Regions from separate parts of the Mus musculus genome. Here all the other regions are linked to region 1. Evidence: chromatin contacts called from public ChIA-PET, Hi-C, HiChIP or PLAC-seq and promoter capture Hi-C data. All regions are on one chromosome and are shown on one strand. The core of a region is the stretch at or near the end of the contact, and the rest is flanking DNA. Distances in the headings are between cores, read along the strand shown. Region 1 holds the start of Ypel5 (yippee like 5). Region 2 has its middle 72 kb from the start of Ehd3. Region 3 overlaps Xdh (xanthine dehydrogenase). Region 4 has its middle 37 kb from the start of Ehd3. Region 5 holds the start of Pcare (photoreceptor cilium actin regulator).

Evidence for each region. Promoter capture Hi-C pulls out the DNA fragments that hold promoters and counts their contacts. Hi-C and Micro-C count contacts between places; a contact is called where the count stands out from the background. ChIA-PET counts read pairs in DNA pulled down with a chosen protein or histone mark. HiChIP or PLAC-seq counts read pairs in DNA pulled down with a chosen protein or histone mark.
Region 2: a contact with region 1 is called in an RNA polymerase II ChIA-PET map of memory CD8 T cells, with 5 times the contacts expected there. The contact joins the enhancer-like site here to the promoter of Ypel5 in region 1. A contact is called at or near these places in 15 of 39 promoter capture datasets (the 3T3-L1 cell line, 3T3-L1-derived adipocytes, the C10 cell line and 10 more), 2 of 484 Hi-C or Micro-C datasets (CD4 T cells and granulocyte-monocyte progenitors), 13 of 115 datasets of contacts at active chromatin or transcription factors (astrocytes, double positive thymocytes, embryonic forebrain and 9 more) and 3 of 9 other capture datasets (adipose tissue, embryonic stem cells and liver).
Region 3: a contact with region 1 is called in an H3K27ac HiChIP or PLAC-seq map of thymic regulatory T cells, with 6 times the contacts expected there. The contact joins the enhancer-like site here to the promoter of Ypel5 in region 1. A contact is called at or near these places in 17 of 39 promoter capture datasets (the 3T3-L1 cell line, 3T3-L1-derived adipocytes, the C10 cell line and 12 more), 1 of 15 datasets of contacts at CTCF or cohesin (the NIH/3T3 cell line), 16 of 115 datasets of contacts at active chromatin or transcription factors (the SCID.adh cell line, astrocytes, cardiomyocytes and 13 more) and 3 of 9 other capture datasets (adipose tissue, embryonic stem cells and liver).
Region 4: a promoter capture Hi-C map of trophoblast stem cells shows a contact between it and region 1, with 3 times the contacts expected there. The contact joins the enhancer-like site here to the promoter of Ypel5 in region 1. A contact is called at or near these places in 12 of 39 promoter capture datasets (the 3T3-L1 cell line, 3T3-L1-derived adipocytes, the HPC-7 cell line and 7 more) and 4 of 115 datasets of contacts at active chromatin or transcription factors (the NIH/3T3 cell line, epiblast stem cells, large pre-B cells and 1 more).
Region 5: a Hi-C map of rod photoreceptor shows a contact between it and region 1, with 6 times the contacts expected there. The contact joins the promoter of Pcare here to the promoter of Ypel5 in region 1. A contact is called at or near these places in 7 of 39 promoter capture datasets (the 3T3-L1 cell line, the HPC-7 cell line, cranial neural crest and 3 more) and 1 of 484 Hi-C or Micro-C datasets (rod photoreceptor).

Annotation. Positions count from the first base shown.
Region 1 is chr17:72,833,303-72,838,388 of GRCm38.p6, reverse strand. Ypel5 (yippee like 5) reads right to left here and starts at 1,761. Exons shown (of 3, transcript NM_027166.6): 1 at 1,598-1,761.
Region 2 is chr17:73,874,348-73,879,633 of GRCm38.p6, reverse strand. No RefSeq gene overlaps it. Among named protein-coding and RNA genes, the nearest start is that of Ehd3, 72 kb to the right of the region's middle. Within about 2 kb of position 3,808, at least 24 of the 459 cell types and tissues checked have an H3K27ac peak or open chromatin away from gene starts, as enhancers often do. A contact at or near this core is called in memory CD8 T cells, where this site is marked.
Region 3 is chr17:73,891,526-73,896,351 of GRCm38.p6, reverse strand. It overlaps Xdh (xanthine dehydrogenase), which reads left to right. Exons shown (of 36, transcript NM_011723.3): 31 at 556-608; 32 at 2,638-2,752; 33 at 3,568-3,633. Among named protein-coding and RNA genes, the nearest start is that of Xdh, 56 kb to the left of the region's middle. Within about 2 kb of position 2,396, at least 77 of the 459 cell types and tissues checked have an H3K27ac peak or open chromatin away from gene starts, as enhancers often do. A contact at or near this core is called in double positive thymocytes, hematopoietic stem and progenitor cells and thymic regulatory T cells, where this site is marked.
Region 4 is chr17:73,839,535-73,844,444 of GRCm38.p6, reverse strand. No RefSeq gene overlaps it. Among named protein-coding and RNA genes, the nearest start is that of Ehd3, 37 kb to the right of the region's middle. Within about 2 kb of position 2,989, at least 2 of the 459 cell types and tissues checked have an H3K27ac peak or open chromatin away from gene starts, as enhancers often do. A contact at or near this core is called in trophoblast stem cells, where this site is marked.
Region 5 is chr17:71,749,331-71,754,195 of GRCm38.p6, reverse strand. It overlaps Pcare (photoreceptor cilium actin regulator), which reads left to right and starts at 1,291. Exons shown (of 2, transcript NM_146082.4): 1 at 1,291-4,865. The coding sequence starts at 1,516.

The DNA of each region.
Region 1 (5,086 bases), core at 512-3,011:
CCAACATCTGTTCTCCTCAGAATACTTCCTACTTCCTCCTCCTGGTGTCTCCCTGCCCCATCTTTGAACTTCTGTAACACTCATTTCATAACTTACCAATATTTGGTCCTGCACGGTTTCTCGATTTCATTGGTCTGTAACCTTTCACTAAATTGGGAGTCCAGAGAGAATTCCCCTCCTCTGGAATCTCCTCCTTACCTAGTAAACTGTAGGTACATATGCGATTAATTCTTAGTAAAACAACCCATATCAAGGCACTTCACATCTGGCACAAATATGCACCCAAGAAGATTTCGACTTTTTCTATGTTGTAATGCAGTTGCAATCCCGCCTATGGGGCTATGCAAAAAAAAAAAAAAAAAAAAAAAAAAAAAAAAACCGATCTGATAAGGTCGGTTGACCTGAACCAGCCAAGTTCAGTTATTTTCCAAAAGCAAGGCAAGCCTGAAATTACTTTCAGATTTTCCATCTGTCAAAAGCCACCAGAAATAAAAATCCTCAAGATTTCCAAGAGGGCTCTGGAAACAGAAACAAAAAGTTTAAAAATAAAAAATAAATGAGTCGCACACCTTTCCTTCCTGTCACTCCAAAAGGAGATCAGTCTGGCGTCCGGATGAAACAGACCTGGGTACTACTGCGGCTTCCCACTCCCGCTGGCAACACTCAGGCTTCCTACCAACCTGCACAGCAGCGTGGAGTAACGGGGTGTGCAGGAGCGTGCCCACCGCAGCCAGCAGGAAAGAGCCTCCCGGTCCGCTCCCCGAGCAGCACCGGGGTCTGCGCCAAGCCGACCGCCCGCAGCCGGCCCAGCTGATCGCGCCCACGTGACTCCCTCCAGCCAATCGCCCGGCGCAAGGCGGAGCGCGCGGCGGCGGCGGCGGGGCCTCCTCGGCACAACAAACACAGGCGGAACAGCTGGGCAGGCGCGGGCGACCGGGCGCTCGGCACCCGCAGGCTACCGGGCAGTGTTCCCCACGCCCAGGGTCCAGAGGGCAGCGTGATAGGGGCTAGCACCGACGAGGCGGGCACGGCCCACAGCCCAGACACCCGAGCACGAGTCGAGCCTCCGGAGCGGCGGGGCGGGCGGGGTGCGAGCGCGGCCCTGGAGCGCGGGCCCGCGGGCCGGCCCCGAATCGGAGCCCGGGCGCGCCCCCGACGCTGCGGCGGGGACGGCGGCTGTGGGGGCGGGGCGGCCTAGGAAGTGGGGGTGTCACGGAGAGAGCTGTCTGCGGACCGGCGGCCCAGGCGACAGGCGCCGAGGGCGGCGGGCGGGCGGGGGCCGCGGGTCGCTAAGGGGGTCGCGGCTGTTGTGGGCTCGCGGAGCGCTCCGCTGCGCGGCGGGGGCGGGTCGGCGGCGGCCGCCGCGCCACAGCCTCACAAAGAAGGACCGCCCGGCCCGGCCCCGCGGCCCCACGGCCCCACAGTCCTGAGAATTGCCCTGGTGGCCCGGCCAGGACCCTGGACGAGTGGAGAAGGGGAAGAGGCACTTCCTGCCTGGGCCCCCGCCCCGGGCCGCTCCCCGAAGGCTTCGAAGCCGCCGGCCCAAGGGCTTCGAGCCCCAGCCGACTCCGATCCCGGCGCCCACCGCCGTACTCACCGGCGTGCTGGGAATCGGCGCTGCCAGCAGCTCTTCGCTCCTCAGCTGGGTCGAAGCCCACCTCGGCCTCCCAAGTCTTCAGGTTTAGTCAGGCCTTGGCCCCGCCTCTCCTCGGTCGGGCCTCGGCGTCAATCACCGGGCGTGGCCCCGCCCTCCCTTCAGGCGGCTCTCCCGGTTGGCCCGCAGCGCCCTTCATTTCTAGGCTCCGCCCCTCTCCCTGGCACTCTGCCCCTTCCGCCGGGCCCCGCCCCTTCTCGGGCTCGCCCTCCCCCCACCCTTGCCCGCTTACACTCCGCCGCCCACCCCACCCCGAAGCCGCAGCGGATGGGCGGACTCCTCGCCGCTCGCCCCGCCTCTAATTCGACACCTTGCATCCTTACGGCCAATCAAGGAGGCTAAGTCTGCCTCCTCGGCCGAGGCGGCCAATGTAGTGAGAGTGAGGACCCGCCCCCCACTCCCAGCTGAGCGCACACAACACAGCATCCACGTGAGTCAGCTTCTTAAAGGAGACGCCTCAGCCTTGGTAATTGCGGCAGCTGGGACTCATTGCCCGTCATCGGCGTCACCTGCTGGCGGCTGAGGCCATAGCTTCCTGATAGCCAAGGAAGCCTAGAAGAAGCGAAAACAAGAGGCTGTTTTCTAGTCAACGCTGGTATTGAGGTTAAAGGGCTACCTAGGTTGAAATGCCCGTTTTACCATCCCATCAGGCCACTTTCTCTTGGCTTACACGAATTGCCTTAAACAAATCCCGAACTCTTTGTGTCTCGGTATATAGGAATTCATTGTAAACAAGGTTTTTTTCAGCGTGCTTGGTTCTATTTACAAACTTTCCAAGTTTTCTCTTCTCTTCCCTCTCTCTGTTTCTGTCTCTATCTCTTTGTTTTTCGAAACAGGGTTTCTGGACAGCCTGGAACTCACTCTGTAGACCAGGCTGGCCTCGAACTCAGAAATTCGCCTGCCTCTGCCTCCCAAGTGCTGGGCTTAAAGGCGTGTGCCACCACGCCCGGCCCAAGTTTTCTCTTGACCGTTGAAGTAATTCTCAAAAACTTAAGTCTTTTATGTGGAGATCAACTGTCTTGTTGAAAAAGACAGCTGTCCCCTTAGCCCTCCCTCACCATGTTTAAGATAAGTTGGAAAATTTTTGCCATTCCGTTGGCTTTCCCAGGTAATTAAATCTCTGTTGGCTGTCCATAAAGATGACAGAAATACCTCAAAATATTTCATGTATTAAATAAACATAAAATATATAAATTATACACATATATATATACTAGCACTTGAAATTTGTAGCATAGAATATGTGTTCTGACAAAACCCTGATACTTAACCCTAAATCCTTCAGTACTTTTCATTCATTTATAAAATAAAGAGTTACTGTGGCCTGGTTTTGTAGAACATGCCTTTAGTCTAGAGTGAGTTTCAGGACAACCAAAGCTACATAGTGTCTCGAGAAAACAAAACAAAACAAAAAGCTACTCTGACCATCAAAGATAAAAGACTATGTTTAGATTAAAGAGAATTTTGCTGGAGGAAAAAAAGCATTTTGGGGTATATTGGGAGATTCTTATAATCCCTTTATTTTTATTTAATACAAGACTGTTAAACTTAGAGCTGTGTACACTGGTCTATAGCTATTGTCATGACACTCTGGAAAGCCGAGGCAAGAGCATCAGGAATTGCTACAGTGACTGACACTGTCTTAAATCAAGGTACACATGTATTCCAGGAAAGAAAGTACAGTGCCTCATTTCCCCCCAGAATTTGGAAACAAGGCCAGTCTCATACATTTTAGGCAGTACTCCACCACTCAGTTCCATCGCCCTCCCTCTTTCTGAATACTAGATTGAGACACATTCCACCTTTAATGCCCATGTTTGTCTCCAGTTTTCCACTGTCCTGCTGCTGCTCCCGAATAGCTGGCTTACAGATTTGTGCCACCAACCCTAGCATGCTTTCCGAAGACTTCAGTTCTCTGCTGACAATTTCAAAATGGGGAAGGGTGGGGACACAGTGTACTTCTTCTAGTTTTCTTCTTCTTCTTTTTTAATTTAGCCACAATCAGTCATTTTTAATTTTAGTGTGTGTGTGTGTGTGTGTGTCTTCATATGTACATGTTGCTCTGAGTGCTGGAGGAGGCTGGGAAGGTTGTCCTATCATCTGGAGCTAGAGTTGCAGGCAGTTTCAAGCCATTCAACATGGATGTTAGTGATCTTGGAACTCCTGTCCTCTGTGAGAGCATCAAGTATTCTTAACCTCTGAGCCACCTCTCCATCTCTGATCATTCTTTAGTGCCAAATGTATTTTTATCCACAAATTATAGACTCGGGCACTTCAATCAGTCTCAGATGGTAATCTCTGTTCTTTTCCAATGTCAGAGGGACATTGGATGGATACAGAGAACTCTCTAGATCTTGAAACTCAGCCTGTCCTAAATGGAGCCTGTATCGCCTTTCAACAGCAGAGACGTTTCTTTAGGCCTTGCCTGTCACCACTTTCTTATGTCTAGTGGGCTATAATCCAACCCTGCCCTGTTCTTGCTTCCTACTGGCACCACCACCTCCTTTAACTCCTTAAGTTGCTGCAGATAAGCTGAACTGTTGGTATCTGTTAAATAAAAATTATAGGAAGCTTTGTTTGAAATTAAGCTACTCCACTAGTCCAGACTTTAAAAGGTGGCCAGAGGTGTGTATGTGTCACTCACACTACTGTTTCCACAACAATATTGCTTTGTTTTCCTCTGTTTGGGAGTAGGGGGTCCGAGGGGAGGGGGAGGGGAGTGGGTTTGGGGTACATGATGTGAAATTCACCAAAAAAGCCAATTTTTAAAAAAAAGGATTAATAATGCTACAATTGTACATTACCAAGCTAAACAAAGTTGGTTTTTTGACCCTCAGAAATTGGAGTTAGCTAGTTGGGTGGTTGTAGTGCATGCTGTTAATCCCAGCACTCGGGAGGCAGAGGCAGGCAGATCTCTGAGTTCAAGACCAGCCTGGTCTACAAAGCAAGTTCCAAGACAAGCCAGGGCTACACAGACAGAGAAAGCCTGTCTCAAAACAAAACAAAACAAAACAAAACAAAACAAAACAAAACAGAAAAAATAAAAAAGAATTGCTGCCAGATGTGGTAGCATAGCCTGTGCACCTGAGCTTGAAGCTGAGTTCTGGGCTAGTCTGAGACCCAGTCTCCAAGCAAATAAACTGGAGTCAGAGAGGCTAATTTCTGTTGAAATAATGATGAAGTTCCCTTTATCTTAATCAAAACATGAACAAAGGTAACCTGATATTAGGAAATGACTTAGTATTGGGTATTTTTTTTATAATGTATGGTTTTTGCTTTGTTTTGTAACCCCGAGGATCAAATCCATGGCCTCTGGATACGAGGCAAATGGGCTTCTAAGTTATCTGTTGGTTCTGTCTCCTGCCCACACCCTAGAAAGAAAGTAACTCATCTCATTTTTTATTTCTGCTTTTTGCAGTCTCTTCAGTTTTT
Region 2 (5,286 bases), core at 2,559-5,058, 1.0 Mb before region 1:
AGCTCAATGGTGGAGCACATGCCTAGCATGCATAAGGCCTTGGGTTCCACCTCCAGAGCAGTCACCTCCACCACCACCTGCCAAACTTACTTTGTAGGCAGCAGAATTCTCAGAGTTGCCAAAGACATACTATTGAGCATCAGGGGGTGTGGAGCGATGGGGAACAGGCAAGCATGGATAACTGCGGGGCCCCGGACCAGGTGTGGCCAGCTTCTATCATTACACACTGACATATAGGACACAGTGGTGGACGATCACGTGTCATACATGATAGTGAAAGATGATCGTGTGTCTCAGTTCCGGTGACTTTCCCTGGGAGGAAGACGGCCTCTCGGCTCCCCACAGCTGAGTAGAACAAATGAGATTGGACAAGGAGCCCATCAGCCTTGCCCATCTGGTGCCATAACCCTTTATTCCGACTTGCAGCCATATTTGTCTTATTTGTAAATTTACATCTTAGGACCAGGTACATATGTGCTAAAATTCCAAGCACCTTTAGACTCCTTTCGAACAGTCAGAAGTTTTCTTTTTTCTTCCTGTTCTTTTTTTTTCCTTTTCTTTCTATTCTATCATGTCAGTATCCATCACGTTAGCTATTCTTTCTCACATCTGCAATAGCCTCAGGTTCGCATTCCCGTTTCTAACTGTCATAGCGACTCATTTTATTAAACAATAACCATCCATCCAGGCAGTGAGCCATCCTCCCAGCAAAAATTTAGCACTAACTGTACACTAGCTATTCTGTGGTGTTCTGAAAGGAAAATGAAGACGAGCCAGTATCACAGAACCCAGGAAGAGAGTGATGTCCTACGCAGAAACAATAGTAAGCTCGGGTAGACTACAGCAATGGCTGGACACTCTCTGGAGCTGAGTGACAGGAAAAGTCCCAGGAAGAAATACTCACCTGTGGTTGGAGGAGTCAGGATGTTTATGAAAGTAGCCTTTGTAACGATGCTAAATGATATTCCACGTTTCAATTAACTTCAGGTTACTATGATAAAATACCTGAGGCAGTTTATCTAATTAACAGTTACGGAGGTTCAAGTCTGTGACTGGGCAGTGCTATTGCTTTGGGCCTCTGGCAGGGCATGTGGCTGAAGGATGCGGTGGAACAAATACCAACATTCGAGCTGCAATATGAGGGCAGGGGAGCCCATTGGCATAGCTTCAATGATACAGGACCACTTACTATGACAAGGCTATTGGATGCAACTCCATCACTCTGCATCTTTTCCGTTGAGACAGCCATCTCCCCCAGAATCTGGAGCTCGTGTTTTTACAGCTAGGCTGGAAGCCAGCAAGTCCCAGTGATCCCTCCTGTTCCCCACATACTACTTGGAGTTGAGGTTTCAGATGTGCAAGGCATGCCCAGTTTGCTATATAGATGTTGGCCTCCTGTGATGGTTTGTATATGCTTGGTCTAGGGAGGTGTGGCCTCGTTGGAGTAGGTGTGTCACTGTGGGCATGTCTTTTACTACCCTTGTCCTAGCTGCCTGGAAGCCAGTCTTCTGCTAGGAGCCTTCAGAATCCTCATGCTTTGCCTGTGCCCCTCTAACAATGGGAGACAGCCTCAATTATGCTTCCCTGACCACTTCTGCTGAATCTTTCTTGACCCCAGAGAGACAAAGTTCTGTGCTCATGTGACTGGACCCAAGAGGCTCAAGGCCAGTCACCTTAATAACGTTTGCAAAGCCACTTTGGTGACACTGTGTAAATCTACTTGCCCAGATCCAGAGGACTAGGGCCCACATGTCTCCGAGAAGCCTTTGACCTGCCTGCTATGAATGGGTGGAGTACACCTGCTGAGGCATGAGGAATGGCTCTTTGGGAAAGGAGCAGGGGACAAGAAATAAATCCCTGGAGCACAAAGAAAGCCACCACCTGTCCTCTAGATACAAACCAGTCAATGCCTCCAAACAATGAGCCTGCAAGCTCTTGAACAGAGAAAGACCTTCTGAAGGGGACATGGGCAACCACCGGCTAAATGGATACTGGGGTCAGTTCTGCCTGGGAATTGCTGTCATAACACTTCATAACCCTTGTGTGTGCTCTTCCCTTACACTTTTACTGTCCGTAGATAACTTTCATTTCATAGTGTTCATGAATCACACAAAGCCACAGCCTATCATATGAATAAGATGATGTCCGGCAATGTCGATTCTCAATGAGGAAACCTGTTCACACTTGGATGTTTTGCGAGATGCCTTTAAAACCTGGCAGTATGTCTCCCCAGCTTTCTGTGCCTATTTATATGCTTCCTTGATGTTATTTTTAATGGGTATGTAATTTTCCATTTGTATAGATTGAACCATAGTTTATTGAATGAACTCTCCCAGTGTTGACATTTGACTTGCTCCCAAGTTGTTTTAACATCATCAACAGGACTGAGGTAAACATAACAAAGTTGGTTGTTTTTTTTTGTTTTTTGTTTTTGTTTTTTTTTATAGACCTGTGAGGCAGGATGTTATCAGACACTCAGCAGGAATGTGGGAGAGGTGTCTGGATGTAATCATAGCTGGGAAGTGTATTGCCCCGTGCCTTCACAGAGAAGAGGGCTTTTGGTAGAACCACCATGTTCTGTTCTTAACTCAGTGGCTCCTGAAGGCTTTAGGTGGGGCCCTTGGCATACAAAGGAAAGGAGAGGTGCTGAGGCTGTGGCATTGTGGGAGGGCTCCTTGGAGGAAGCGGCATCGTTGTACCAGATATTGACCGCAGTGGGATCAGGTTGGGGGTGGCCCAAGGTGTGAGAGTGACAGGCTGCTGAGCTGGTGAAAGGAGTGACCAGGGAGACATCTCCAGAAGCTGTTGGAAACTTCTCTGGAAGTTTCCTTTGGGATGGAGGCGTGTCGCTGGGGGTGTGGCTCGGTGGTGAAGCACTTGTTTAGCATATGCAAGGATATGGTTTTGATCTTCAGACTAGCCGAATAAATTGTTTTGAGTTTTGGGGTTTTATTTTGCTTCCATGTTGTAGAGGAGGTGGACACAGTATCTCTCCTGCATCCACTCGATCCCGGTTCCTGCCTCTGTTCCCTTCATCCAGCTTCATGAACAAACTAGAACCCCCCTGAGAACGGCATCTCTTCCTCAGGGCTCTCCTTTGGCGGGTGGGGAGTGAATAGGAAGGAGACAGGGGGTTGATGGAAACATTCTGCATGCTGGTTGGGTTACAGGTTTGGCCTCTACCAGAAGTCACGAGGCAGCCACACATTCTGCTACATGTGAGTAAACCTTCACGTTTAAAAATGTAGGCCATTTTGTGTAGGCTTGCAAGTCAAGACCTTGCAAACTGTTAAGAACTCGCCGTGTTTGTGCACGTTAATACAAATGGAGTAAAGCAGAGGCACCCACAGGCCCAGGTTGGGATACTCAGAGGTCCAGCACCTACGCGGATGGGGTTGGTACAGTGAGCCATCCTGGAAGCAGGCTCAGCTCAGGTGAAGCAGGCTCAGCTCAGGTGTGCGGTGATGGGGATGGATGAACACCACACTGTTCCTCTCCTCAGCATCCTCATCTGCGTGAATCCCCACCACAGGCCTGAGACACGTCTGGGTTAGGATCCCATGAGTTAAAGCCCACTGTGGTACCCAATAAGAGACGGGGAGTCCACACATGGCAGCTATTTGGGACCTGCAGGAACTTTCCGGGAGCTTTACCACCAGTGGTTGGCGGCCACTGCGCTCTGTGGTTTCCCCAGGGGGGAGGCAGTGAGTCAACCGCCCCCTCTGGCAAGAAGGGAAAGGAGATAGGGGCTATGGAGGCTACTAACTGCTTATTTCTGAGGACCAGGGAAACCTCAACCAGCTCTGTGGGCTGTGCTTGTCCAGTGTGGCGCCTGAGGGTGGAGTTGATAGAACCCTCTGAGAGACAGGACAGGGTAGAGGAGCTGGCTATCCTGAAGGAAGAGGTTTGGCCTATGATACAACGGGAGGTGCTTTTGTTTCTTTCTCCCCAGGGCAATAAAAGAAAGAAGTGACAATAACTATACTCAGAACCTGACTCAGGGCCACTTAAACATCTTTATCTACTTCCTCCATTCCGTATTTCCCCGTGGAAAATGGGCTGATTCCTTTAATGAGCTCTGACTATTGAGCCCAATTTGGAATGATTGTGTACACACTCATTTCCTCTAGCTTTGGTATTATTTGTATTTGAGCAGTGTGCTGGCTAGTTTTATGTAACCTTGATAGAAGCTAGTTACTGGAAAAGAGGAAACCACAACTGAGAAAAAAACGCCTCCGTAAGATCAGGTGGTAGGCAAGCCTTTAGGCATTTTCTTAATTAGTGATTGACATGGGAAGGTCTAGTCCATGGTGATGGGTGTTATCCTTGGACTGGTGATCCTGGGTTCTATAAGAAAGCAGGCTGAGTAAGCCATAAGGAGCAAGCCAGTAAGCAGCACCCCAGCCCCAGCCCCTGTGGCCTCTGTATCTCTGAAGCTCCCGCCTTTCAGCAAGCAGCACTCCTTCATGGCTTCTGCTTCAGCTCCTGCCTTGATGTTTCTGCCCTGCTTGAGTTCTTGTCCCCACTTCCTTCAGTGATGGACTATGGTAAAGAAGTGTATTCCTTTCCCCCTTATCTTAGTGAGGGGTTTACTGCTGTGAACAGACACCATGACCAAGGCAAGTCTTATAGAGGACAATGTTTAATTGGGGCTGGCTTACAGATTCAGTGGTTCATTCCATTATCACCAAGGCAGGAGCATGGCAGCATCCAGGCAGGCATGGTGCAGGAGGAGCTAAGAGTTCTACATCTACATCCGAAGGCTGCTAGCAGAATACTGACTTCCAGGAATCTAGAATGAGAGTCTTATAACCCACACCTACAGTGACACACCTACTCTAACAGGGCCATACCTTCTAATCCAACTACTCCCTGGGCTGAGCATCTGAAAACTATCACACTCCTCCAACTTGCTTTTGGTCATGATGTTTCATCACAGCAATAGAGGCCCTAACTAAGACAAGAAGTAAGCTGTCCCTCTTCAAGTCTACGTACTTATTAGTGTTTAAGCTTTAAATCTGCACTGCGAATCCATAGTGAAGAACTGGCTGTAGATTATCAGAACCCACGGAGAAGAGCAGCAATGTGAAGGAATGAGGGTCCAGGGTGATATAAATGAGGATTTGTAGTGAATCTCATAGACGCAGGCCTCCACGAATGTTCACAGAATGTTCACTGCATGGCTTCCTTCTCTTCTAGCAATAGCCTCAGGTCCCCTGAAAACCTGGCTAAATTCCTCATGTGGAATGTTGTCAGTGTCCATTGTTGGGACAAAATAACTGAGAT
Region 3 (4,826 bases), core at 1,147-3,646, 1.1 Mb before region 1:
ACACACACACACACACACACACACACACACACACACACACTGGAGGGACCAAGGAGAGGGACCAAAATGGGACTGTACATGAACTAAATGGTAGTACAACCCATCTCACCAGATTCAGAGAAAACAAGCTTCCATGTCATGTCTACTCTTTTTCCACTCCCTGTCTGATCTTAACTTCCCTTTCCATTCACGTCATTAAGTACCATATGCATTTAATTTAATTCTGGTGGCTTGTGCATAGGTTTGTCAGGCAATTGGAGCATTCTTCACAACAGCCTTGTTGATAATTTTCTTTCACTCAACTTGAGCTTCGTCCAGTGTTACCAGCTATGTAGTCCAGGATTCGTTATGAGCAGGTGACACAGGCTAGTCATCCACAGTCACTAATATAGATATTATATTGTACGTTATTGTACGCCTAGTATAGATGCTAGGTCGAAAACTGTTTTCTCTAAGCCTTTAGTTTCCTCATCTGCAATACGGGAATAACGATGTCTTAGTAGTGGGCTGGGTCTACCACAAATGTCCCTTCCTGATGCCCCTTGTCTTCCTCAGGTCATGGATGCCTACACTAGTGCAGTGAGCTTGTCTGCTACTGGATTTTATAAGTGAGTATGATCCTCATCCTGCCCACTCTCACATGCTGACAGCCCTGAATGCTGGTTGGCCCAGGGCCAGACAAAATCAGCAACCCTAAAACCTTTATCATGTCAGTGGGACTCACGCTGACTTCATTCAGTCTAAAGATGCTTCGTTATGTACAATTACCAACTAAGTATGAGGGGACAAACACGGGAACTGCTGTGTTAGAAGACTCCAGTTCCAGACCTTTGAGTATGCTGTTTCCTAGAAGAAGGGCGAATCTGTGCCGCATTCTATAGGACATGGCACTGAGCTGCACCACGACATGTGTCTGGGCAACCTGCATGTTTCCTTGGGCAGAACACTGGGTTTCTTCATAGTGACTTTCCCTCAGGAGAACAGGAGGATTTAGAGTCTGTGGTCTCTTTACAACATACAGAGTATGGTGGAACTTTGTTAGTGCAGTGAGCCATAGGAGGGAACATACGTATTTGATAGTCTTAAAATTGTATCACTGTGTGATTAGCTAGAGACTCCCCCCATTCCCATTTGGAGTTATAAAAAGATACGATTATAGTTACTGTCCGATTGCTATAATAAATGCCCTGATGAGAACGATGTATGGGAGAAAGGGTTTAGCTCATAAGTCTAAGTTATGGTCCTGCATTAGCAGGAGCCTTAGCGACTGGGTCACAGCACATCCACCATCAGGAGCAGAGAAGAAGCATGCTGGCTTGCTTACACTCAGCTCGCCTCCTTCCCTTTCATACGGTCCAGCGCCCAGCCCATGACATGATGATGCTCACATTGAGGATGGTTTGTTCCCACTCCAATTAACCAAACCAAGAAAATCCCTCATAGATATGTCCAGAGGCCAGACCAATCTAAACGGCCCCTCAGTGAGACTCTGCCCAGATGACTCCAGACAGTATCAAGCTGACAATTAAAACTAGCCATCACCATGTTTCTGGGAAATTTCACTTAAAGCTAGCTTTTCAAGCTTGTTTTAAAATGTCTTGAACGAATATGTGGTTATCACGTACTACACACACACACACACACACACACTCCAATAAGGCTACACCTCCTAATAGTGCCACTCCCTACGGTTGAGCATTCAAGCACAAGACTCAGTCAGGGACAAACCTATTCAAACCACCATAGTCACCTAGATAAACAAGATGAGGTCAGAGGGCAAAGATAGTGAAGTTTCTCCGGGGTTGAGTCCTGTCCCTCAGCCTGCATTAGTTTGGTTTAAGGGTGAGTTCTGGTCATGTAAGCTCATATTATTTCTATGTAGCATATTTTATATGTATATAAGTATTATGTACACGTGTTATATATATTCAAGTAAACATACATTGTATAGTGAATGTATGTACAATATATAATTACATAGGGCTGACATACTTTATGTGAGTACACGTTTATATGGTTCGTATATTATGGCAATTGGACAAAGCACTCAGACCCTGAAAGAGAAACACACATTAACAGAACATTTGTATCTCTTAATAACATTTTCCTCAAGTCACTTGTTGAAGTTCCGAAGGGGCCAGGAGATGGGGAGTGGCTGTTTGGGGCTTCACCCAGGTTGGTAGGACACCCTGCTCTTGTGACCTTTCACCTGAAAATAAGTGATCAGGTGAGCTTGTGAGAACAGCACAATGCTGTCCTGCCCAGAGCCGCAGTGCTGAGGACCTTGGATTGGCTCACTCACTCACTCTTTTAGGGAGCGATTTCCACATCCTCCGTGAGTCCTAGCATATCTGTTTCTGTTATCACTACAGTGCAGAAAGCAGCATGCTTCCGCTAAATGCTGCCAGGTTGTACAGAACACTCATACAACTTTGGAAGACTTAAACATAAGTAGAAGGCTCTGGAATATCTCATTTTCATGACAAGTTCATAATATTCAAAATGTGTGGGCTTTGGAGGAGGATGACTAAGGGGAAAAATAAGACCTTTAGGGCTTACAGATTTATGGGGCAAAAATGTGTATGGAAAGGGGTGGGCTTGTCTAAAACACATAAACGTTTCTCTTTTCTCTTCCAGGACACCCAACCTTGGTTACAGCTTTGAGACAAACTCTGGGAACCCCTTCCACTACTTCAGTTATGGGGTGGCTTGCTCAGAAGTAGAAATTGACTGCTTAACAGGGGACCATAAGGTAAGACATTTGCAACGTATTAGCCTACGAGAAGAAAGACAGTTGGATTGCAATCTGAATGGCTGGCCCAGGCCTGCTCTCTGGTTAGGAAATAAGCTTTACGTCAGAGGCAGGGGATTGCTCCATGAAGGCCACAGAGCACATACCTTAAACCACGAGCCTCATAGTTTCTGCGTCAGCATTTGACTGTTGGTGTGGTGAAAGCCGCCGTGTGGGATGGTGTGGGACTCTGCTCCATAAACGACTACTTCCGCCCACTGAAGTTTAAACTGAAGATAGTTTTTTTTTTCTGTGCCACAAGTATCTTCTTCCTATATTTTTTTCAGTCATTTATTTTTAGATTTTTTTTCTTATTTGGGCGAGTAAACCCAGGGACTCATGCATACAAGGCCAGAACTCAACCAGCTAAATTATATCCTCAGCCCCTCAGCTATTTAATAATGTGGCTATTATCTTACAGGCTCTATTAACCAAGCATGCTTTGGATTCAGCCACAATATACTTTATTGACTGATTTCTCGCAGATCTGCCCAGACTCAGGTTCAAAGCCCTAGTCCCTGGAGACCTTCTCTTACCACTCATTTGTGGATGTGTGGCGAGATCAGCTCTGATCTGCATTTAACTCGGTTGCTAAGATCTCAAATGTCAGCTTTGATATGGCCATCCATATGTGGTGGGGATCCCTGTGTCCACCTGCTTAGGGCTTTGTGCTTGTGAACATGGTATTTGAATTGGGATTTACAATCTAGGAGTTATCAAAGCACACTGTGGGATTTCAGGTATTCTATTCTTCTCAAACTATCTTCCATCCACAGAATCTCCGTACAGATATCGTCATGGATGTTGGTTCCAGCTTGAATCCTGCCATTGATATCGGACAGGTAAGGTGTATGGGAGATCAGGGTGGTAACAGAATAAATAGGCCAGCAATGTGCCCATCCCCACCCTGATAACTGAAGATCAACAGCTACACAACATGTCATTGTTTTTAAGCAGGCCAGAGCATAGTACTTGGGGAACCTCATTTTGAGTAAGAGTTAGGTTGATGATCATCCATCCAACTCTCAATGCAGAAAACAAATAAACATAGATTAACCTGGAAAGGGAAGCCACATGCCCCAGGCACCAGTATAGTGTGTGAGGAACCATTGGATGCTCACATGTAACACACACACACACACACACACTTGTACACACATATACACACACACAGAGGACAAAGGGGGAGGGAGTAAGAGAGGAGGGATAGAAGGAAGGGAGAGGAGGGAAGGGAGGGGAGTATTCGAGTACCTGGGAATAAGCACAGTGGGGAAGGGCAATAGAGACTGGTATTGATGCTTAAGCAGTAGGGTCTGAGCTCAGAAGAACTGGCTGCCTCCCCATTGCCCACTGACCCAGCGATTAGATAAACTACTCTCTAGGACGAAAATGGTAACAAGACTGGGGTGGTAGAGGGATCCGCCAAAAGGCGTGAGCTCAACCATGAGTAGGAAAAGAACTTCCCAAATGAAAACCATTTTTCTATGAATATCCCAAATATGGGATTCATAGAATAGGTCAAGCTGGAGAAGACGAGAGGGAGGAGTCACAATTTGAGACAGATGCATCTGGTAGAAAATATGAGTACACTTGGAAAATATACAAAAGGCTAATCTACTCTTTAGTCAACACACACACACACACACACACACACACACACACACACACACACACTCAGTTGGTCTGCTTGGGGAATGCCCTCTGTAGGCAGGCATTGCATCAAGTACTATGGATACAAAGATTATCAACAGTGCCCTCTTGTGTTTGTTCAGCTCTGGCAGTGCCACATATCACTCTTCTGAGTAGGGATGGGAGAACGGATGGGGACCAACATAGTGTAGTGGATGCTCTAGATCTGTAAGTCATAGCAGGACAGACAAGGGTGGGAACCCAATGAGGCTGGAGGTAAATTTCAAAGGATTGACTACTCCAGAAATGAAATCCCTCCCATGAGCTTGTGTCCTGGTGTTGGATCACTAGTGTCGAGACGGAGACAACATCTCCATCCGCACAGTGGCAGGTTTTAGTGAGAAAT
Region 4 (4,910 bases), core at 1,740-4,239, 1.0 Mb before region 1:
ATCTAGGGTTTCCCAAACTAGTATCTGGTGAGTCTGGTTTCCAGACATGAATTAGTTAATATTGATTAGGTTTTAGGTTTATCATAGGGCTGACTAATCTAAGCCACCCCATTCATTCATTCATTCACTCATTCATTCAGCCAGTATTTATTGACCATATTCCATTACATCTTTTCAGTTCACTGTGATCTTTGGTGCATCGGAGAATTAATGAACTTTTTGTTTTCCCTTTTAGCCTAACCTTTGGAATAGTGTCTTGCAGGAAGGTCTTATATGGTCATTTTGTATATTTACCTGGCTTATATACAATGCAAATTTATTTATTATAATTCTGGAGGCTGGAAGGGCAAGAATAACATATCCAGTGGCTGGTGAAGATCTGTTTCCAGGTTGAGTCCTTATATTACGAACATGAGAAAGCAGATCTCTGCAGTCCCTTTTATGGGGGTACAAACTCCATTCATATAAGCTCTGTCCTCGTAACTTACTTTCTTTAAAGCAATACTATAGCTTTGGGGCTTGGATGTCAACATGTGACTTTTGGAAGGACACTAACACTGTGACCACTGCAATAGGAAGAAGTCTCGTGGACTTCAGTTCTCACCCCAGAGTCATATGGTTTCCAGCCAACACAGCTCGTGGTGACTTCCTGGTCCTTTGGTTCTACTTTTCTGGCCTTGTGTTTGCTTCTGAATCTTGATAGAAAGAGGAATGTCTTGGCAGCTTTGTGGAATTCATAAACTTGAAGGAAAAGATCTGTGTACCTCAACTTCCATGAAGCATCATGGATAGTGGCCATTGGATGGAAAAGGCTAGTAGAGGTGAAATATTAGAGGGGTTTGGTGTAGCTGGTGGGGCGGGTAAAGGATGAAGAGGACTTTAGAAACTGGTGCATATCCCTCAGATCCAATGATTTCTTCCTATGAAGTTTGTGGGCATCTGGTGAAAACTCAAGGTTCATAAAAGGGCTATGTGAGGCCATGATTTATGAGTAGTATTACCTGCTTGGGAGGGCAAGAAATACATTTGGAACAGAAGGCTTTGGAAGCCTTCCAAGAAGAGGCAAAATCTGAAAATCTAGGCCCTTAGGCTTTGAGGGCTTACAGTATTTAGGGACGTGCTTTGATATGAAGCAGGGGACCAGTCAATGGCTCTGATTTTAGAAGCACTTATTTTTGCAAGCTTATGGGACAGCTTACAGTGATAGCTTGACCTTTGTTTGAAAGGCAGAGAACTGAAGGTCAGTGACCAGAAGGTTCTGGACAGCTAGAATAAGCCAACTGTGAACATGAAATATGCACTAGTAGAGACTGGTCCCTGAGCCAAGCTAATGGAGCAATTGAGAGTGTTTCTGTAATTTGTCAATCCATCAGTCATTCTTAGTGTAATGAAAAGTGGTGTAGAACAATTTGTCTTTCTTGCCTGGGTTAACCTTTCAGCCTCCTCCAGGATCCAGTAGTTTATCATGTTCTGTCCCTGTCTTGTTCTCTTTGTATTTAGTAGGATGCCTTGCTCATTCCTGTTTGCCTGAGACTGTACGAGTTTTAGCACTGAAAGTCCCACATCTCAAGACATGCCTAGGTCGTGAACAGTCAAGGGCAATGGGTCATCCCAAAGGTCTTTTCCTTCCTTAGGCCTCAACCATGTCCTTGACTACTAATTGTTTATTAAACACTTCTGCTTCCCCATTTTTAAAAAACATATAGACCACTAAACTTGTGGTCATGGGCCATGTTGTCACTGTGTCCCCTTGCTTTCCGGATGGCTCCTGACCCTTTTCCTATCACATATCCCGTGTTGGGAACTGCCCAGTTGCATTTAGCACCACTGGTTTCTAAGATCACATTCTTTCCTCTCAGATTAGGTCTGGAGAGTGAGCTGTCCCATTTCTTATGCTGCCTATTTGGGACACCATTAAAGACTCAGATCTCCACCCTATGATTTCATCAATGTCCACAAAAAGCCTTCAAGAGTTGGGGTAGAAAAATACAGTCTGCTAAGCAGAGACTGCTTCATCGAAAGAACTTTTTATGTCTACAAGCTTTGAAAGGAGTTGCTTCCACTAGCTTTGAAAGTACATTTGAATTACAAACTTAAGTTAACTTGAAACAGGTCACATGGTCCTTACAGGGAGTGATGTATGTCCATCCAAAGGTGTGATGGCAAATTTGGATCTATCTTAAGCAAGAAACCACTTCTCGGAGCTTTGGGGAATATCACATCTATGACTTGGGGGAAGAGTTCCTAGTCTCACACTGGGGGAAGGCTCTTTCCTTCCCCTGATTTTGTTTGCATCATTCTGCAATTTTTAGCAAATAATTACCAAGTTTCTGTTCACACAGGTCATCTTTGAGTAACCATGACCTTGATGGAAATATGTAAGGACCAGTGGACCAAGTATTAGAAGTATTTTAATGTGGAAATAAGAAAATCCTCATAGGCAATGGAGGTTATATCATTCAACACAGATTCATTCGTCTTCCAATTGTAATTACAGGTCAGAGTGTAGCACTCATCGAGCCCACGGTCAACAGCTAATGAACAGTTAGATAACAGGTAGTTTCAGACACGATCAAGGTCAGCAACCGTAATCTCTTAGCTATTTTTAGTATCAACTATCACAAGTTTAGAAAGGAGTTATAAAGAGTAATTTTTTCTTCTGGTTTTGCATAGGAAATAACATCATATTCCTTATACTTCAGTTTTTATTGTTTCCCTAAAGGCTATGCCCTTGGATCTTTGAAAAAAGTCCTTCGTTCCTTTGTTACTCCTTATGTGATTGTGTGTGTGTGTGTGTGTGTGTGTGTGTGTGTGTGTGTGTGTGTGTGTGTGTTTAAGCTTATATAGCTAGGTAAGGGCAGTAGCAGTGTGTCTTTGACAAGTCTTTGTTAGAGCTGGGAAGACAAGATATACCTAAGGAAATGCCTTCCTATTGTTAACGCCAAATATATGCTTAGTGGATAACAACCTCAGGCAAGTAATTTATTTCTCTTATCTCATCTAAGTCTGTCTCTTCAAGGTTTCAGTTGCACTGTGCGAACATAATGACAGTACTTGCCTTAGAGGATTGTTCAAAGGTTTGAATACGAGCACTTAGGAAAAGAAGTTGAAGGTGATCTGCCGACGTCAGACAAAGTCTTGCCTTCTACTCACCTGCTTCATTGTCAGAAAGCAGATGCTTAGGAATGGGAAGGTTGCAAGCCACTGTTCCTGTTGCAGGGCCCAGTCTTAGGTTCACCAGCACTCAGCAATGGCTACCCAGTCATGTGAGTCTGGCAGCATCCCCGACTGCTGCCTTATGCACTGTCACTCGCTGGATCCGCACAAGCTTGTCCTTCACCAAGCTGAAGACCACTGGTGATTAGTCTAAGCAGTTGGGAGGAACCATCAGCAACAGGGGACACTAGCCTGACTTCCCTAGCTTACACGTCTTTGGCAGGCAAAGACACTTGGGACCCTTAGCAAGTGATTCAGTCACACACCATTGGGTGGTAAATTTGGAGGAGCTACCAAGTTCAGAAAACGGGTTGCTCACTTTAGAATAGGACTGAAAGAGCAAAAGAGTAATAGCCATATGAAGTTCATTCCCTACATGCCTTCTATGGGAGAGTGTTGACAGGTGACGTTAGGAGGACAGGAGGTAGAGGCAGGCCTTTGCACCTTAAAGAGGGGAGGGAGAGGAGGGCATGTGTTGTTCTCCCACTCTGGGTCCATTATAGGCATCGCCTCACTGCATTCTCATTGGAACCTTGGTAGTGGTGGGTTTAATTACCTGCATGTCCCAGACACAGCTCAAAGAAGGGCCCAGCAGTGTGCTCAGGTGACAGGTTGCAGTTGTACTAGTGATGGGCTTTGTGACCTTGAGAAAGAGGTATTCAATAACATTTGAACAGCACAGCATTCCGGTTCCTCGAGTCATTCAATGCTTTTCTCAAGGCCCCCTCCAAAGCTGGGGTTACACACTAGAAACAGGGTGGGAAGCTTTTGGTGAGATTCTTTTCAAAGTTGCTCACAGGCACTGTCCCAAACTGATACATTACTAAAAGAAATCAATAAGCACACAAGAATGAACATACCCACGAGAATGTTCAAAGTACACTCACACAAATACCCAAGCTAAAACGCAGGCATATACATATGTAGAACACATTCATGTATACACATATATAGAACAGAGAAAGAGAGAGAGAGAGAGAGAGGGAGAGAGAGAGAGGGAGAGGGAGAGGGAGAGAGAGAGGGAGAGGGAGAGGGAGAGGGAGAGGGAGAGGGAGAGGGAGAGGGAGAGGGAGAGGGAGAGGGAGAGGGAGAGGGAGAGAGAGACACTGTAGACACTGCAGTGTTATCAATATTATTTTTTCAAAGTTGGAGTGAGGCCAGGAACTATCATAACAGAATAACTCTGTGTGAAGCCATGGCAGGCAGCAGGAAGGCAGAGGAAGGACGCTGGGAGATTTATTTCACTTTTTAATTAATCCTTGTTTAATTAATGTTCACAGAGGAGAGGGTGGACTGAAACTGGTCATTTCTCCCTATTCTAAAACAGCCTTTTTCTTTTCTTTTTCTAAGTTTCTGGTTTGAAAAAACAAATAAGCAAATAGCAGCAGCAACAACAACAACAACAAACCCCAGTGACCCGTGGTTCTGGATACACGACTGGGATACAATGCATTGAACTTCAAGGAAAATTTTATTTTTGTGTTGGAAGATAGTTAAAGTGTTTGCTATTTAAAAACTTATCTACAAAAGAAAAAAAAATCTCTTCCCCCTCCCTTGTGACTTATCTCCTGTTGCTTCAACAATAAGCTGTCCTGGGTTATGTTTTTTTTCCACACAGGGATTGAATGAGACCAACAACAGAAGGAGATAAATGTTAGGACATGATGATCTTAGGGCCATGGGAGAAGGTAGGC
Region 5 (4,865 bases), core at 42-2,541, 1.1 Mb after region 1:
GAAGGCTGAGATAGGACTGTGTTGAGCCCAAAGCCAACATAAGTTACACAGTTCCAAAAAAAAAAAAACATGATGGTGATGGTGATGATGATGGTGATAGTGATGGTGATGGTGATGATGATTTCCTCACGTCAACCCACATCTCCCTTTTCCAAGCCCTTACTCTCTAGAACCTTTCGACATAACAACAGGATAGTGTCATCTAGAAAGCTCACACTTGAGAACTGTGCAATCAAGCTAACAACAACAACAATAATAATAATGTTTTAAATACGTTTCCAATTTCATATTAGACAGTATATTGGATAGGCCTTCTCTAGACTTCCCTAACAGTAATAATGAATGTTTAAAAGAAATCAAAGCCAGGAGTAGTGGTGCATGCCTTTAGTCCTAGCACTCAGGAGGCAGAGGCAGGGGATCTCTGTGAGTTCAAGGCCAGCGAGGTCTACAAAGATAATTCCAGGCCAGGCAGAGCTATGGAGTGAGACCTGCACTCAAAAAAGAAATGGGGGGGGGGGGGGAAGACTATGTTTTGTGTTAGAATTATGTTCTTGGAAACAAATAACTCTTCACCGCCCAGGATTTGCTTGCCGGGATAGACGTTTACTAAAAAGCCTTTTCCCAGAAGGCCATGGCCCCGCGTCTGTGGGTTCGCTGGCTAGGCTTTAGTTTGTATGACAGTAAGTTTCCCCTACCTTCCAGGAAGAACATGACTCCTCCTGGCTCCTTTTTCTATCGCTGGATTTCTTGTTGATTCCTGCATTTGGTTTTGTCTTGCTTTGCTTTTGTTTCCTTAAGACAGAGTTTCACTCTGTAGCTCAGGCTAGCTTAGAACTCACTGGGTAAGCACGCTAGCAATCCTCCTGCCCCAGCCTCCTGAGTGCCAGAATGTCAGGCATGCATCACCATGCCCGGCATTTGGATCTTCCTGATGAAAGCAGACCAGAGCCCCTTAGCTGGTTTGCCCTTATTAAACTACAAAGGTCACTTCTTTCCCAGGCTCTGCCATCAGCAAGCCCTCGTTTCCCTCCCACAACGTCTTCCCGAGCCTTTTGCAATTATGGCTCGTTTCTCTAGGTTTCCTACAGCAGGCATCTGAACAGAATTAAAGCACAAGCACATGCCAGAATAATCGGTTCCCAAGATAGTAAATGCTGAGAAGTTCTATATTGGAACACGCCGAGTACTGACTGGCTGGGGCATGATTAACCTAATAAGCTTAAAGCACGGCTTGCCATCCGCATCTGTCAGGACATGAGCAAAACAGGTTCCTAATCCCTGAGACTGGGCCCCTCGGAACTGTCTGGATACTCAGTAACAGCATCAAAACTTAGGGCAACAGCCATGTCTTCCTCTTCATTGTGGCCTGGGCTCCAAGTCTAGGACTTTGTACTGTGGACTCCCAGTCTAGTCTCAAGTTGTCCAGATGGACCGGTCAGAGAGCTTTCTGTCACCATTTCCAAGGATTCTCCAAAGACTGTGGAGGTAGAAGACTGGCAGCGACAAGCTGGAACCATGGGGTGCACGCCATCACACAACGTCATCGTCAACAGCGTTGCGAAGAGTGGCATTCAGTTTTTTAAGAAGCCAAAAGCAATTTTGCCAGGATGTCAGTGGGGCAGCCCCAAATGCCCCATCCCTTTGCTGGTTCAAAGTTCCACTTTCTGTGACTCTGGTGGCGAGTTGCACCTGGGAGAGAGGCTGGTAGAGGAGACAGTGTCAAGTTCCAAGAAGCTGCAGGCCATGGCTGAAGGTGTTCGTCAGCTCCCAAAAGCTATGGAAGGTCTGATTCCAGAAAGCCAAACCTTCCAGGTGAACAAACCACAAGGCCACAGGGCTACGGACATTTCATTCAGGACAGAAGGCTCCCACGGGACACAGGAAGTAGATTTCTCTGGGAAAGAGAGTAAGGAGAACACTCCCCAGGAGACCTCCAAGGGGAACAGAGAGTCAGTGTGCCATCAACCAGACAGCCAGGACCATTGCCGCCAATCGGCTACTGAGTCAAAGGGCAGAGTGGATTTCCCTGAGCCCCTGGTAAAGGCCCACCAGCATGCTTATGCCTACCTGCACACCAGCCTTTCCAGATACGAAGCCATTGTGCGCCTCGTCCAGCAAGCCAGCCAGACCTGGGGGCTGCTGCGACCCATGCTCAACTTCCTGCTGCTGTGCTTCGAGGAAGCCGGCCAGCTTCTGAGCGAAATCTCTAAAGATGGAGATGTGCTCCTCCAGGAAGTTCGAGGGGATCTGGCGTGGCCACTGAGGAAAGGTGAGCCCTGGGAACAACACCCAGACCTCCTGCAACAGCTGCTGCAGTACACAGTCAGCAAGCTGCGGGCGCTCCACGGCACAGTGGCTGCCCTCACCGGGAGCTTCTTGGAGGGCTCCAGCAGCTGTCTCAGATCCACTGCCGGCCACCTGGAAGGTAAGCTGAGCACCAAGAGAGGTATAGATGAATGTCTCCTCAGGGCCCTGGGACAGCTAGAGAGCCTGACCAGCAGCCACGGTGACGCAGGGCTGCTGGGTCCACCCTTATGCTCTGAGGACAGTGGCATCGGTGCTGACAATGAGTCTGTGCACTCCGTGGAGAAGCTGGGCAAGCAAGCCAGCTGGGACTTTGCAGCAGAACTTGGAGAATGGAAGCCAGGGACTGCAGCCCAAGTGGAGGCCAGGCCTTCAGGGCACGCCTGGCAGGAAGGTCCATACTGGACAGGTTCAGACAGACCCCAGGACTGTCCACTGTCGAGTCCTAGGATAGCAAAGGTTCAACCCGCAGTGCAAGATGAAGCCAGGAGCGCGAGCACTTCCGGCGCAGGCGCAGAAGCAGTCACCTCCGGGCCTTCAGAGGCTGCCGAAAGCCTTCCGTGGGACTCTCTGGGGGCTGAGATTCCTGTGCGGACACCACTTTCTCGAAGCTCTGGGTTGACGGATGCTCCATCCCTGAGTGAAGAGGAAGACTGCAGCCCAGAGGAAGAAGATGAACTTAGCAGCACCGACCTGCACCCTGAGCCACAGAAAGCCCTACCTTCAAGACCACGGTCCTCACCTGACACGCGGGAAAGCCTCTTTCAGCCGTACTCCAAGGAGCTTAGGAACCCCCAGGCCCAGGAAATGATTCTGAAGATGAAAGAGGCCATCAGCGAAAGGATCAAGTTTGTCCCCGAGCCTTCCAGACCCCAGGACTGGACTGAGGAGGAGGAAGGGGGAACAGTGGTCCCTCCAAGACCCAGATCAGTCAGTGGCAGCAGGGGGGGCCCTGAGAGACAAAGGAGGTCGCAATCAGAGGGATGCCTGAAGAGCCACGTGGAAGACCCCACCCTCCAGGAACTGAGGAGGGTCCAGACAGACCTCAGTAGGAGGCTGGAGGTATTTTATGCCCTGGGTGCCACACGGCAGGGGCAGAGCCGGGAACGATGTCTGCCGTCCAGGGCATCAGTGCTATGGCCCCCCACCAACTGCAGGGTGAGTCCCAGTAGTGCCATCAGCAAGTTCAAGGCCTCTCTGACCCAAAACTTCAGCATTTTGCCCAATCAAGACAAGAGCATCTTTCAAAAAGGTAGTCCCTGCTTTGACGGTGAGCAGCCCTGCCAGGGGAAGGCTGAAAAGCTGCCAAATGCCATCTTTTGTGGCAAGAAGAGCGGTAGGGCTCCCAGGGACAACGAACGGGACATCAGGGCCTGTCCCACCAGACCATCGGTTAAGACGCTTATTGAGACGTTCAGTCCTACTGAGAGCCTGAGGATGCCGAGGAACTGTAGGAACTTGGGGTCAAGCCCCTGCCTCAGGAAATGGGGGGTTCCTGCCATGCCTCCCAGATTTCCTATTTACAGGGGGCTAGCCCCCCTGTATTCTAAGCCCCAGATTTCTCCAGCAGCAGGCTGGAGGCCTTCTGCACCCTTTCCCTCCCTTCCTCTAGCTGAAGTGTCTGAGAGTGAAGACATTAGCGGTGACGTGGAGGAGGACCTAGAGAACCTCCCACCACCACCTCTGGAAGTCCTGATGGACAAATCCTTCGCTGCTCTGGAGTGTCCAGAATGTAGCCAGCCAGCAGGGAGCTCCCTGGAAGAGACCCTATTACCAGGTCTTCAAGAGGCTAGCCATCCAAAAAGAACATGGGTTTCCCCTAGGCTGAAAGCCTCCATGAGCCCCATGGACTTGCTCCCCAGCAAAGGCAGTGGCAGCTCCCCGAGGCTACACAGCACTAGATCCGGGAGCACCAGGATTGTGGGCGATTCCAGAAAGTTGACCTTGGACCTGAACTCTAAGCAAACAGCTAGCCCAAGCTCAGAGGCAAAGAGCAGGGCTCAGATTCAGGCCCGAGCAGAGACTATAGCAGGCTTCTCCAAGCAGCACCAGAAGGCGATTCCCTGGCACCACACCAACCCTACACCTGGGCAAAGCAGGACGTTGGAGCCCAGCCTGGCCAGGTTTTCACGAGACCCACACTCTTCAGAAGCGTCCAGAAAGGGTCCAGAGAGAAGCCTTCCACGAGTCAGAAAGGCCTCTCCCCAAAGAGCACAGTGGGCATCCCAAGGGGACAGGAGGCTGCAGAGCCTGCCCTCCAGTCATGGACCATCCCAGCCGGGCCTCCCTGCTGTCCTCAGCTCCCCCAGCCCTCCTCTGAGCCCCAGGACCCTGAGCCCACCAGCCACAAGGAAAACTACTTCCCCACCATGCCAGCACCCGCAGTCCAACCCAGCCCCAGGGAGCCCTCCTGTCCGACGGACAGAAACAAACACCCCCTCCTCTGCCTCCTGTTCATCCCCCTCAGTGTCTCCATCACGGGGGTCCAAGGACTCAATTCACTCTGAGGACAGTGAGGCTACCACAGCCAAAGCATCCAGGAACACGTGTTCCATATTCTA